Linked DNA regions of Mus musculus: region 1 is linked to region 2. Evidence: chromatin contacts called from public promoter capture Hi-C data. All regions are on one chromosome and are shown on one strand. The core of a region is the stretch at or near the end of the contact, and the rest is flanking DNA. Distances in the headings are between cores, read along the strand shown. Region 1 overlaps Tfr2 (transferrin receptor 2). Region 2 has its middle 6.6 kb from the start of Trim56.

The links. Promoter capture Hi-C pulls out the DNA fragments that hold promoters and counts their contacts.
Region 1: a promoter capture Hi-C map of hippocampal neurons shows a contact between it and region 2, with 2.0 times the contacts expected there. The contact joins two enhancer-like sites. A contact is called at or near these places in 4 of 39 promoter capture datasets (hippocampal neurons, liver, neutrophils and 1 more), 1 of 15 datasets of contacts at CTCF or cohesin (embryonic stem cells), 6 of 484 Hi-C or Micro-C datasets (the G1E-ER4 cell line, the P5424 cell line, embryonic stem cells and 2 more), 3 of 115 datasets of contacts at active chromatin or transcription factors (double positive thymocytes, large pre-B cells and neural tube) and 3 of 9 other capture datasets (embryonic stem cells, liver and pancreatic islet).

What each region holds. Positions count from the first base shown.
Region 1 is chr5:137,582,723-137,585,432 of GRCm38.p6, reverse strand. It overlaps Tfr2 (transferrin receptor 2), which reads right to left. Exons shown (of 20, transcript NM_015799.4): 14 at 2,612-2,675; 15 at 2,447-2,514; 16 at 2,283-2,359; 17 at 2,118-2,202; 18 at 1,801-2,028; 19 at 1,367-1,507. Among named protein-coding and RNA genes, the nearest start is that of Tfr2, 14 kb to the right of the region's middle. Within about 2 kb of position 1,457, at least 54 of the 459 cell types and tissues checked have an H3K27ac peak or open chromatin away from gene starts, as enhancers often do. A contact at or near this core is called in hippocampal neurons, where this site is marked.
Region 2 is chr5:137,121,421-137,124,169 of GRCm38.p6, reverse strand. No RefSeq gene overlaps it. Among named protein-coding and RNA genes, the nearest start is that of Trim56, 6.6 kb to the right of the region's middle. Within about 2 kb of position 1,364, at least 62 of the 459 cell types and tissues checked have an H3K27ac peak or open chromatin away from gene starts, as enhancers often do. A contact at or near this core is called in hippocampal neurons, where this site is marked.

The DNA of each region.
Region 1 (2,710 bases), core at 208-2,707, 460 kb before region 2:
CTACCAACCTCTCAGCATCGCAGGAAGTCCTGCTGTTGCATAAAATAAAATAAAATAAAATAAAATAAAATAAAATAAAATATTGGCCCCTGGTAGCGCTCTACAAAAGCCAGCTACTATTATTATTATTGAACGCCTCTTTCAACATCCTGCCTGTGCAGGTTTCCTACTCCCGGTTTAGGGAGTAGTGCATTTGCGATTACCATCTGTCCAGGCGCCCCCTACAGGCATTTGTTGACACCTGCGACTGGTATGCAGGACAGCAGAAGTTTCCTCCTCAGGCCATTGGTACTCTCTCCAGACTCCTTTCTACATATTCTGTTTTGCCACCTCACCTCCTTGTAAGAAATTTTCGTGACGCCCAGACACTCAAAATCCAAACTCCTGAACCTGGCTTGTAATACCAGTTACTTGGAGAGACAAGTCAGGAGGAGGATCAAAGGTCAAGGTCAGCATGGACTACAAAGTGAGTTCAAGGCTATTTTGGGCAACCAAGCAAACTTTCTCTCAAAATGTGAATGAAAGGTGGGTTGGGGATGTGGCTCAGTGGCAGAGTCCCTGCCTAGAATCCCCCAGTGAGGGCTGGGGGCGTGGCTCAGTGGTACAGCCCCTGCCTAGAATCCCCCAGTGAGTGGCAGGGGGCGTGGCTCAGTGATAGAGCCCCTGCCTAGAATCACCCAGTGAGGGGCTGGGGGCGTGGCTCAGTGGTAGAGCACCTGCCTAGAATCCCCCAGTGAGGGGCTGGGGGCGTGGCTCAGTGGTAAAGCACTTGTTTGACATGCACAATACTCTGATTTTATCCCAGCCCCTCCCACCTCAAGCCCACAAAAATCCCAAATTTCTTCAACTATTTAAAGGTTCCCCCCAACTGGTCCCTGATCCACTGTTCAGTTCTCCACGTGATCTCTGTTCTGGCTTTGATGATCCATGCGCAGCTCCCAAGAAAGGCCAGGTCTATTTCCCTGCCTTACCCTCCACCCTGAAAAGACCTCTTTTCCTTGCATCAACTCATGTTTTGCCTGTCTTTCAAGACCCAAGCCACACAGTCTAAAGTAAGAGGTCTGGAACTTTTTTTTCTGCAAAAATCCATGGAACAAATATTTTAGGCTTTGCAGGTTAAACAGCAGACAGCAAAGAGTCAGGTCCTTACTATACATTTCATCACCTGGCAAGGGCTTGTGAAAGTGACAGGTCAGGTTTTCTAGCCTGGCTGGTTTATGAACCCTGAATATCCGGTATCATACACCCAGAACAGAGGGATAGAGCAGCCAACAGAAAGCGTCGGGGCGGAATGCTTTACAAATGCCAGGTCCTGGGATAAGGGACCACCAGGCCAGAAGGGGGCGGGCGGGGGGCCGGGTCTCACCCTCATGATGCGCACGTTGTACATGCGCATCAGACGCTCATCGTTCCGCTCCGAGCTGTAAATCTCCTTCCGCAGCTTTTCCGCCGCACGGATGTAGTCCCCCCTTGCAGAGTACACCCACTGCAGGGTCAGCCCGCGCTCCTGTGGGCGAGGCAGAGTCTAAGATTGACAGATTGGTGCCAGCACCAATATGGGTGGGGTCAAAGCGCAAAAGAGAAAGGGAACCGGATACATGGGGGATCACCGGGCCTATGAGGTTTGGGAGGCAGATCCCAGGGATGTGGCGTCGTACTGGATGTGTCCTCGAGGATTAGGCGACTGGAGGTTTAAGTAAAAGGGGCTGATTGGAGGGCAGGGCTGGGGAGAGGAGAAGCCAGGCACCCCCTAGTTATGAAGAACCCCTGCAGACTGGGAGCGGGATTGGCATCTTGGACCTTGAGGTCCCCAGAGAACTCATTGAGGTTGCCGATGTGCCTGAGAACCACGTCTCCATAGCGGCCGAAGTCTAGCGGCAGTAGGTGATCGTGGCTCAGTCGGATGAGGAGCTGGCCCGCGAGCTGAGCCACTGCCTGGACCACGGCGGGCAGGCGACCTCGCAGCATCTTGTGCAGATTCTCATATGTGTCCTCCTTCGTGTGCAGGAATGGGTACACCCGATCATCCTGCAGGGACATGGAGGGGCTGGGCGCAGGAACGTGGTGCTGACAGGCTGAGGGCCTGGTGTCCTGGGGCAAGGGCCGGGGAGTCTCACCTCCATGAAGGAGAACTCCACAGCTGGGACCCCCGCAAAGGCTGTGAAGGAATATGCACTGCTGTCCATGGGCAGGGGCTGAATCCTGAGGGCAGGCAGATTGAAGGCCTCTGGGGACTCAGTTTCTCCCGAGTCTCCACCCCGCAGTCTGTCATTTCTACTTACACTTCAGCATCCCAGCTGGGGTGGGTGAGTGCCACTTGTTCATAGAGGGTCTGTCCACTATGGTTAGGGGAGTCCACCTAGATGAGAGGCACAGGTCAGCCTCTGCCCCCTTCGAGCTGCCCTCCCATGAGATTCTCTCATCCCCAGCCGCAGTCCCCTCTTGCCTGCTTCAAGATATTCTCAATGAGGCTGACGAGAAGGGGGCTGGTCTTAGCATGGAATTTGCCATCTCCTGAAGAGAAGGGAGGGGAGGAATGCAGGGCTCAGGGATAGATTCCTTTGCATAAACAGACCTGAGAGGGCCAGGCGGTAGCTTTACCCTAGCTCACCCAACACGGAGTTGTCCAGGCTCACGTACACAACAGCTTTGAGGTGTAGCACGCTGAGGTAGCCCTGTGGGTCGGGGAAGAGCATGGAAAAGGAAGGTT
Region 2 (2,749 bases), core at 115-2,614:
AGGAGGTGTGTTTCCCTCACAGGGATGTCAGGAGGTGTGTCTCCCTCACAGGCATGTCAGGAGGTGTGCCTCCCTCACAGGCATGTCAGGAGCTGTGTCTCCCTCACAGGCATGTCAGGAGGTGTGCCTCCCTCACAGGCATGTCAGGAGGTGTGTCTCCCTCACAGGCATTTCAGGAGGTGTGTCTCCCTCACAGGCATGTCAGGAGGTGTGTCTCCTAGGTGTTTCCAAGTCTTGTCAACTTTAGTCATGTGATAGCGGAGAGAGGCGGGTGTGCTGCTAGGCTTGGTGTCTGAGATAGAGAGGTTAAAACAGTTAAGTGAAATAGTTCTTTTTTTCCAGATAGTCTTATGTGGCCCTGCTTGGCCTCAAAGTCTCTACCTAGTGGAGGCTGACCTTGGTCTTCACACCCACCTGCCCTGGTTTAGGTGGTCTGTGGATTAGCACTGAGGGCTTCGTGAGTGCTAGGTAAGCACCCTATCAGCTGAGCCATATCCCAGCCCAGGATGCCTTCAAATGAGGCAGAGAGTGCAGCTTCTGATAAAAGAGGCATCCGGGTACACCAGACCTCCCCAGACTCACTGCTCTCTGGCTATGAACAGCCCATTCCTCTCTCCATCAGCTAAACATGGGAAGGTCACCAGGAAAAGGGTGTGTGTGTGTGTGTGTGTGTGTGTGTGTGTGTGTGTGTGTGTACGCCCACGCGCTCCCACGTGCATGCACGACTGTGTGTTGTGTTCTGCTTTGTTTTTGAGACAAGGTTTAACTCTGAGCCGTGGGAAGCCGGGAACTCACTACATAATCCTAGTTATCCTTGAATTTATGATGATCTGCCTCAACCTCCGGAGTGCTGGGATTATAAGATTAAACGGGGCCTCAGGCCGCCCAGGCTGGTTTTAAACTTGATATGTAGCTGAGGATAAACTGGGACTTCTGATCCTCCTGCCTCTACCTCAACAGTGCTGTGACTACAGGTGTGAATCCAAGGCCAAGTTCCTGTGGTGCTGGCGTGGGAAGCCAGGGTTCTGTACGTGCTTAGACGCACGCATGCACTCGGCGGTCTGAGCCACACCCCTCAGGCCCATTGTCTTGGAAGCTTCTCAGAGACTCTGTTAGTATCCCCAAAGGAGCCTCTCACAGGGGAGTCGTTCTCTCATAAGCCAATTGGCGAAGGAGAAAAACACAACGGAGGCAGTGTTGCCATGGCAACATTATGATTTGTTAGTTGGAAGACTGTAGATCCCAAGGGAGGCACAGAAATAAGGACCCTCTGAGGTTCAGAAAGGAAGAGAGGTGGTTTTAATGGGGACTGGAAAGCGGTCATTCTTTAGTGAGGGCAAGGTCAGCTTTGGAAAGGTGCCTAGCGCCCTCTGGTGGGTAAGTGTAGTAAGAACGGCTTTGGAGTAGATGGTTCCACATCTGTCTAGGGCAGCCCTGGGAAGAGGGCTTTGCCCAGCAGAAGGGCAAGTTCGCTGTTGTACGGTGCTGTGTTGTTGTTTTATTTTGTTTTTGTTCGTGTTGGGGCATCTAGCCCAGGCTAGCCTTGTATTAATCGACCTTCCAAGTGTCAGGATTACAGGCCCGCATCACACTAGGCCTTAGCTGCACTTTAAAATGGGCATCATGGGCCAATAGCAGAGGTGCCTGCCGCCATGCATGAGACCCCTGTGGAGTTTTAAAATCCTTACATGAACACTACGAGTTCGTTTTACTCTATGCTACTTTCATTATAACCCCCCCCCGCAAGAATGTAAGCATTTTTTTAAAAGTTTTGCTATTTTATTTATTATTATTTATTTACTTATGGGAGAGGGGCATACATGTGCCACCACACACACGTGGACGTCAGAGGACAATTTGCAGGGGACAATTTCCACCGTGTGGGTCCTGGGGATCGAACTCAGGTTCAAACTCTTGGCAGCAAGACCCTTTACCCGCTGTGCCAGCTTGCGGGCCTTCGATGGTTCTTTGTGATGACGGTTGCTGATGCACACACTGGTAAGTCACGTGAAAGGGAAATAAAAGAGGGCTGAGAGTCAGGTGTGGATGAGAGCCACATGCTCGCTCCGGCTGCACCCGGTCACCTGGCAGAGAGACAGCCTCAGAGGAGTTCTCAGCTCCATAACTAACACCTGACATACAGAGGCAGAGGAAAACCCCAGTCACAAACAAAGTAAACACAGGAAGAGAAAAAGCATGCGGGCAGCAGTCTTTGCAAGTTAAGACCTGACTTTGATCGTCTGGAGCCACATGCAGTCTTGTCCTTTGTGACTGGGGAAGTAGACAGGCGAGTCCCTGAGACTCTCTGGCCGGCCAACCTGGGCTATTTGGCGACCACTGAGAGATCCTATCTCAGAAAACAAGATGGTTGGCGCCTGAGAAAGGACCACCAGGGTTGACCTACAGACACTCGTCCCGTCAATGAAGTAGACACAAGCACACAGGGTAGAAACGAAGCTGGCCTTCCCTGTAGCAGGAAGTACTGAAAGGAGAGCCGGACCGAGAGGCAGGCTGATCTCTGTGAGCTCCAGGACAGCCTGGTCTACATAGTGAGACCCTGTATAAAAAGAAAACAAAACAACAGATGTGTCCTTTAGTCTAAACCCCCTCCCCCACTCACTTGCCAAGAACAGTTTCCCCTCAGTATGGAAACAGCAGTTTGTTACACAGTCTGCAGTTTGTTACACAGTCTGCAGTTTGTTACAGTCTAGTCCAGGTACTGTCCTGCTTTCTTTCACTTCCTTCTTCC